2 separate regions of the Sus scrofa genome follow, and region 1 is linked to region 2. Evidence: chromatin contacts called from public HiChIP or PLAC-seq data. All regions are on one chromosome and are shown on one strand. Each heading gives the region's core, a stretch centred on a gene start, on an enhancer-like site or on the middle of the called end of the contact. The rest is flanking DNA. Distances are from core to core; before and after follow the strand shown.

Region 1 (3,308 bases), core at 508-3,007, 230 kb before region 2:
CAGCCTGCTCACCAGGAAGAAAAAAAAAAAAAAAAAAGAAAGCAAGAAAAAATGCCATGCTAAGTGTATCTTCTCTTCACTCTCCCCTTGGACATCTCTCTCCTTGGACATACACCTTGGAGTGTTTGGGCCTCTTGGGTACTCTTTATTGGCTGAATTGTTTGGCTCAATAACTATTCCCTTGTGTGTTTGCCATAATGTACGTTTCTCTTATTAGAAGGGAATGGACATAGGATAGTATTAAGTTTGAATGAAGGTGGTTTTCATTTTTAAAAAAATCAAATTGATACGCATATTGACTAGGATGGTAGATAATCAAATAATTGTTTTGTATGGTTAAAAAAATGTGAAAATAGGAGTTCTCTTGTGATTCATTGATTTAAGAATCCAGTGTTGTCGCTGCAGTGGCTTGGGTCGCAGGTTCGATCCCTGATCTGGGATCTTCTCCATACTGTGGGTATAGCCAAAAAAGGAAAGCAAAAAAATGTGAAAATAAAAGCAAACTTAAGCATGGTATAATTTTGAGCATTTACTGGAGTGTAAGAAAGGAGAACCCTTTTGATCCTGAGGTTAAGCCAGGTTCATTGACACTAGGATTCTGTTTCCTTCTCCACAAGTTGAACTCTACTCTTGCATAATCATAATGTTGTAAATGTAGCTAAATAGCTCATGGGTTAGTCTCCACACAAGGCAAGGAAGATGTAATATAAGTACAGGAGAAAAAGAAAAAGAAAAAAAAACAAAAAACAAAAAAAACAGAACCAACCAACTAACCCAAGATTTAAAAACCTGGCAATGCAAAAAGAGAGGAAGTGCTGACAGAGTTGGTGGCTAGATGGCAGGAGAGAAAGAGAGGTAGATGCTGGGGGGGATGTGTCTGATGCTAATTTCCTTCTCTTCCGTGATGGGATATCAAGAACTACTGTGTAATACTGTTGAAACAAACAAATAATTAATTGAAGAACTGAAAACAGCACAGTCAAGAAAACGAGGGAAGAATTATAGGTGAAGGAGGTGTAAATGAGGTAGGTATAAGGGAGGCAGGCAGAAAGTCAGTAAATTCTGTCTGAGGTTGACAAATGAAGAAGAGATATATGCCTGTTATTTAGTTAAGCTGATAACCACTCAAGGACTGTGAGAACAGTAATAATGGAAGGGAATAGAAATGGGAAATATGGGCCTAGAGACGCTTACCACTTACTACCTACCATCTAGTTCTGTTGGGAAAAATTTAACTGCATATGCATTGCTTTTAAAATAATTTAGGATAAAAGAAGAACTTCAAGAGTCGTGCCTGTGCAGTGTGAGAAATAACTTTCCATGTGTACTGTGACATCACTGCTATTACCAAGCTCCCAGGGACAGCTGTTGTCAGTGATGGAGGGCTGTAGTTTCCTAAGCATTGGGACAGTGGTAGGTTGGGTGGGGTGACAGAATACTCACACCCACAATCCTTTTCAAGTAATCAACTGTTCTTACTTTTGGTTCCTGATCAAAGTGTGTCAGAGAACCCTCTACCCTTCCTCAAAGGTGCCAAGAAGAGGGAAGGCTTTTCCGACTAGAGCCTGCCCGCAAGGCCCAGCACTTGTGCTAACTAAGGCTCCTGCCGGCTCAGGATCCTGCTTCCTATTCTAGATGCTGTAGTCATTCTGGAGAATAGATGTCTGCACGGCCTTTGTTTTCTCTGGTCTGAGGAGTGGCTGAACTTCAGGGCACCGACTTCCTTCCAGGAACTTCCTGCGAGGGGAAAATTGGACTTCTCTGCTGAACACTCCACATACCTGTGGGTTGAACAATGGCTACAGCATTGTTTTTCAAGAAGGGATGTGGTTTGGTTTTGACGTTGAAAAGGGAGAATTGTTGTGTTCATGGCGCCTCCAGGTGGGCAGTCAAGGAATGGCGGGGGTCTTGTTGGGATCGGGGCCCTGGAAGAATGATGACTTGGTTGTCTGTTTTTGCTTTTAGCCTTAGTCTGTGTGGTCCCAGGGACAGCAGTACAGTGGTGGGGTTTGGGTGGGGAATGGCATCTGAGGAAGGAACCTAGCAGGGAGTTAGTGCCAGTAGCTCAAGGATGCACCCAGGCTTAGGAGGTTGTGTAAACAGCTGCCTTTTTTCCAGTGTCCGTTTTGCTTCTTTCTAGCGAGATTTCTAAGTAATTCTCATCTTTTAAGATACAAGAGCATATATTCTGAGGTTCCCCCAGCAGCTGGACAATCCTGCCTAGTAATTGTAGTTGCAGATTTCTCTATCAAGAATTGATTTGCTGTTGATTTAGTCCAGGGCTGCCAAGTCAAATGCCACGGCGATTGAGACAGGTGGTTTTAAACAGGAGGCACCATCTGGGTGGGAACTCTAAAATCTCATGGCTCACTGAAGCTGTTGTTCAGCTTCAAACGTCGCCATGTATGGAGAGCAGGCTTAGGGTTTCCAGACCTTCCAGTTTTTCAAGAAAACAACGACTCTGGATATTTATGTGAAATCTCTTGGAATTTAAATGTCGCCAACTAATTAAAAAAAATTAAAACTACTGTCAACACAGTCAAACAATAAAAACAAGCCTGTTGGGTGAATAAAGTCCGTGGGCCCCCAGGGTTTTCCTCTGGTTAGGCCTCTGACTCCCATCTACCAATTGTCCTTCTGCTTTGATTGTTTAAAACAAGCTACACATCTATTGGACACTCTGCTTTCATTCTGTCTTGTCTCCAAAGCAATATAAAGATGCTCTCATTTTACATAAGATACTGTAAATTAGAAGTAGATGAAAAAGCGAAAATGGAGGATGTAAATGAAACCAGGGTGTACACATACATGAGCATTTCAGTGAAGTGCAAATTGAGCAACATGCTTATTCACCCAGAAGGCTTATCAGAGGTACAGTTTGCAGTGTCCTTTAAAAAGTTGTTTAACAAAGGCCTGGTTCTCACTGAAGCCAAGATCAGAGGACACTTTCAGAAGGGTCTTCAAAGGAATATGCTGAATCATGTGCGAGACAAGACCCTCCTAGCAGTGTGAGTTTGGTAGGACTCTTCTGTCTATTGCCTTCATTTTAAAGCTGATAACATTGTACAGGAGAGTGTAGTTTAGGAAATGAGATCTTGAGGAGGACTGAGCTGTAGGTAAAAATGGTGTGGTGGTCTGACTTAAGCTGGTGGGGAGCCACATGGAGAGAGGGGATGAAATGGTTAGAGAGACAGATAGTTACGAGCCCAGTCTCAGGAACTTGAGTTTGAATCCCAGCACCATCCCTGACTTAGTGTGGAACTTTGGATTAGTTGCTTTGTTTTTCTAAACCTCACTTTCCTCATCTA
Region 2 (3,445 bases), core at 388-2,887:
GTTGTCAATCTCCCCCCTACCCCCAGCTCTTCTGGGACCCTTTTGCCTAGAGACTTAATTATCAGAGATTTTATTTAGAATTCATACAATTTTTTTTTTTTTGCTTTTCTCTTTTTATAGCTTGTTTTGGCTGAATGAAGGACTACCTTGGTTTTATTTTTCCCCGAACTTTTCTCTCCACTTTTCCATTGCTTTTTACTTCCTGAGAAATTTCCTGGAGTTATCTTCCAAACCATTTTTTTTATTTGTTTGTGTTTTGGTTTTCACAGATTTTCTCTTTTCTTTCTTTTTTTTTTTTTTTTTTTAAACTCTCCGAGCTCTTTTTGTTCTCCATATCTTCACTTTTAAGTCAGTATCCTTTTTTGTTTCAGGAATGTTTTTCTGAGGATTTTTTTTTTTCCTTTTCAAAGTATTATTGATGTCCTTTCTTCTTTCCCTCCTTCCTTCCTTTCTTCCTTCCTGTTTCCCTTTTTGGCCACCCCATGGTAATGGAGTTCCCGGGCCAGGGATCAGATCCGAGCCATAGTTGTGACCCAAGCCAAATCCTTAACTTGTGCTGGGCTGGGGATCAACCCCGGTCCCAGCCCAAGACGCTGCTGATCCCATTGCACCACAGCGGGAACTCTGAGTTTTCTACATTGGTTCTTTCCTTTGATTTCTTTTTCTTCCCCCCTTTTCTCTCTCTCTTTCCCCCCTTTCTTTCTCTCTCCTCCTCTTTGTTCGTGTAGGTTTCTGTTTTTCATAAGGTGGAAATTTTCTTCAAGCTTTGGAATCCCTAGGTGTTTGACAGCAGTTAGGCAGTAAACAGCTTTCTTTTCGCTGCCTCCCCTCCAAGCAGTTCCCCGAGTTAGGAGTCCACTGTTGGGGGTATAAAAATGGCATAACCCCAATGTCTCCCATCAGTCCTGCTTTCTCTACAGACAGGGAGCTAGAGCTCCCCTGAATTCTTCCTCTTAGAGGACCAGTCAGTCCTTAGTGTTCTCAGGGAAAGGGTATCACCTGATTGTCTCAGCCTGACTGAGCTATGAAAGGTGTAGCTTTCAGCATCCTTTCTGGGTCAGTGCAGGTATTACATATTTGACAGATGTTCTTTGTGGTTGGAGTTGTTACCCGCTCTCCTCATTAGGTTTTGTTGGTGTTTCATTTTCTTGGGCCCTTAGGGAACAGAATGAAGTAAATATGTCTTTTCCTGAAAGCTTCTGAAATTTTCTCTCAATCTGAGATGCTGGAGTCCACGTAATTATCTTTGATTATGTGATTTTCCTCACAGTTTCTCTCCCCCCCCCCCATTTTGCCTTTTTAGAAATTTAGATTGTGAGAAAGCTTCTTTTGTGGCCACAGTGATTTTGAACATTTCTTTTCACTTTCATCCGACTGCCTTGGATTAAGTGTTCCAAATCATACCTTTGACACTGTCTAAAGCTTTTAGGGTTAGTGTCACTTTTGCAGACACACGCTGTGGAATTACATAGGGCCACATCAGAAGTGGATTTATGGAAATGTAGTTGTAAGTGTGCAGCCATAGAAAGGAAAACGGATAAAGGAAATGAGTTATGCAAAAGGCTTTGGGCTGCCTGCCACCCACTGAAAGGGTGCAGTGAAATAATGTGAGATGGGGAAATGGAATCACTTGTTCCCGCACTTGGTTTTCATTCCTGCTTGCCTAATCTTGAGCAGCTTGCAGTGCAGAGTATTAGCCCAGTATTGAGTGATTCTAATTCTTTGTTCCCTCAATGCAAACACAGACCTAAACCAGACTTTATCTGGTGCTCACCTTTTCTACCATGAAGGAAGAGCAGTCTGTGTCAGACATACAGCATGACAAGGTGATCTTGGGACCACGAGTAGGTACCCTGACAAAATACACTTTTAAGGGTAATTTAGATGCCGTGTCATTTCCACCTTGCACTCTGATCCCGAGTTTATTAAGTGACATTCCTAATGTCAGTGGAAACATATGTGTATGAGACCTCTGCCCCTTTTCTGTTCTCATAGCCATGAATGAGCACATGATCACTCAGCCAAATTTCCTTCTATTTAGTTTCTGAGCTTCCACTCAGAGTTTCGCGTTAGATCAGGAGCAGCAGTTCCTTCCTCATTTACTTGGCCTTAAGAAGATGAAAATGTTGGTGGGGGCGGACTGAGCAGGTTGGGAATTTCAGATGCTGCTCTTAGAGTTGCATGAAATGTACAGCTCATAAACTTGAAAAACCTCAGAAATGGACTCATATTGGACAAATATGGCACAACTCAACCACCAGTCAGAAAAGAGGATCAGCCAAAGTGGACATTGGCCATAAACTGAACATTAGCTGGTTTACAACACACACCCAGCCTTAAAGACGAACTGCTGCTGCCTCTGGTGCTTTTGAGGTCTTTGGTGTCCATTTCAACAGTACAATTAGTTCTGATCCCCTCTCCTTTTTACTTCTATTCAAGTCTCTAACACATTGGTGTTGGTGGGCTCATAAATTTTTCAGCACATTTATATTGTCCAGATATCTGAGAAGTTACTTCACCACAAAGGTTTTAAGTTGGATGTACTTTCAAGGCTGTGTGCCAGCTGAGCCCTCTCCCACTGAACCTCCAGTAACACCATGGTCAAATCTAATGACCCTGTGTCCCTGACCACAGGTACAGAGTTTCCCATGTGAACTACTGGTGTTCACTCATGTGCTAGTCTTTGTAGGTCTTCTCTCATGTCTTTCAAAAGCTGTCTTTCTTTTTTGTTTGTTTAGTTTTTGTGGGTTTTTTTTGTTTGTTTGTTTTTTTTGTTGTTGCTATTGTTCATTTGTTTTTTCAGGGCTGTACCCACAGCATATGGAGGTTCCCAGGCTAGGGGCTGAATTGGAGCTACAGCTGTCAGCCTACGCCATAGCCACAGCAATGCTGGATCCCCAACCCACTGAATGAGGCCAGGGATCAAACCTGCATCCTCATGGATACTAGTCAGATTTGTTTCCGCTGCACCACGACAGGAACGCGTGCTTTTTCTTCACAATACTTGAATTATCCCCCCCACATCCCAACTCCCCCCTTTTCCCTTTCCCTAGAGAAGTTGTTGATTTTGTGTGATTTCAGTGTTTCCATTAGTTGTATTTTAAAGGTGTTTGTGTTGAACTTACTCTGATCTCATTTGGTTATTAGCCTTTGGCAGAGATCTTTTACTTGCCTCATAACACCTAGAATACAATTTTCTGTACATAGTACATAACATGCAGAATACAATTTTGTTTAGAATATTTTTGCCTGACTGCTCAATTTAGTAATAAGGTTATATTACAAATGCATTATAAAAACATTTCATGGGAGTTCACGTCGTGGCGCAGTGGTTAACGAATCCGACTAGGAACCATGAGGTTGCGGGTTAGGTCCCTGCCCTTGCTCGGTGGGTTAACGATCCGGTGTTGCCGTGAGCTGTGGTGTAGGTTGCAGACGCGGCTCG

Evidence for each region. HiChIP or PLAC-seq counts read pairs in DNA pulled down with a chosen protein or histone mark.
Region 1: a contact with region 2 is called in an H3K27ac HiChIP or PLAC-seq map of alveolar macrophages. The contact joins two enhancer-like sites. A contact is called at or near these places in 2 of 47 Hi-C or Micro-C datasets (psoas muscle and retroperitoneal adipose tissue) and 1 of 2 datasets of contacts at active chromatin or transcription factors (alveolar macrophages).

What each region holds. Positions count from the first base shown.
Region 1 is chr1:230,851,875-230,855,182 of Sscrofa11.1, reverse strand. The region is part of intron 1 of GNAQ (G protein subunit alpha q); the gene reads left to right. Among named protein-coding and RNA genes, the nearest start is that of GNAQ, 53 kb to the left of the region's middle. Within about 2 kb of position 1,757, at least 16 of the 83 cell types and tissues checked have an H3K27ac peak or open chromatin away from gene starts, as enhancers often do. A contact at or near this core is called in alveolar macrophages, where this site is marked.
Region 2 is chr1:230,623,788-230,627,232 of Sscrofa11.1, reverse strand. The region is part of intron 5 of GNAQ (G protein subunit alpha q); the gene reads left to right. Among named protein-coding and RNA genes, the nearest start is that of GNA14, 80 kb to the right of the region's middle. Within about 2 kb of position 1,637, at least 1 of the 83 cell types and tissues checked has an H3K27ac peak or open chromatin away from gene starts, as enhancers often do. A contact at or near this core is called in alveolar macrophages, where this site is marked.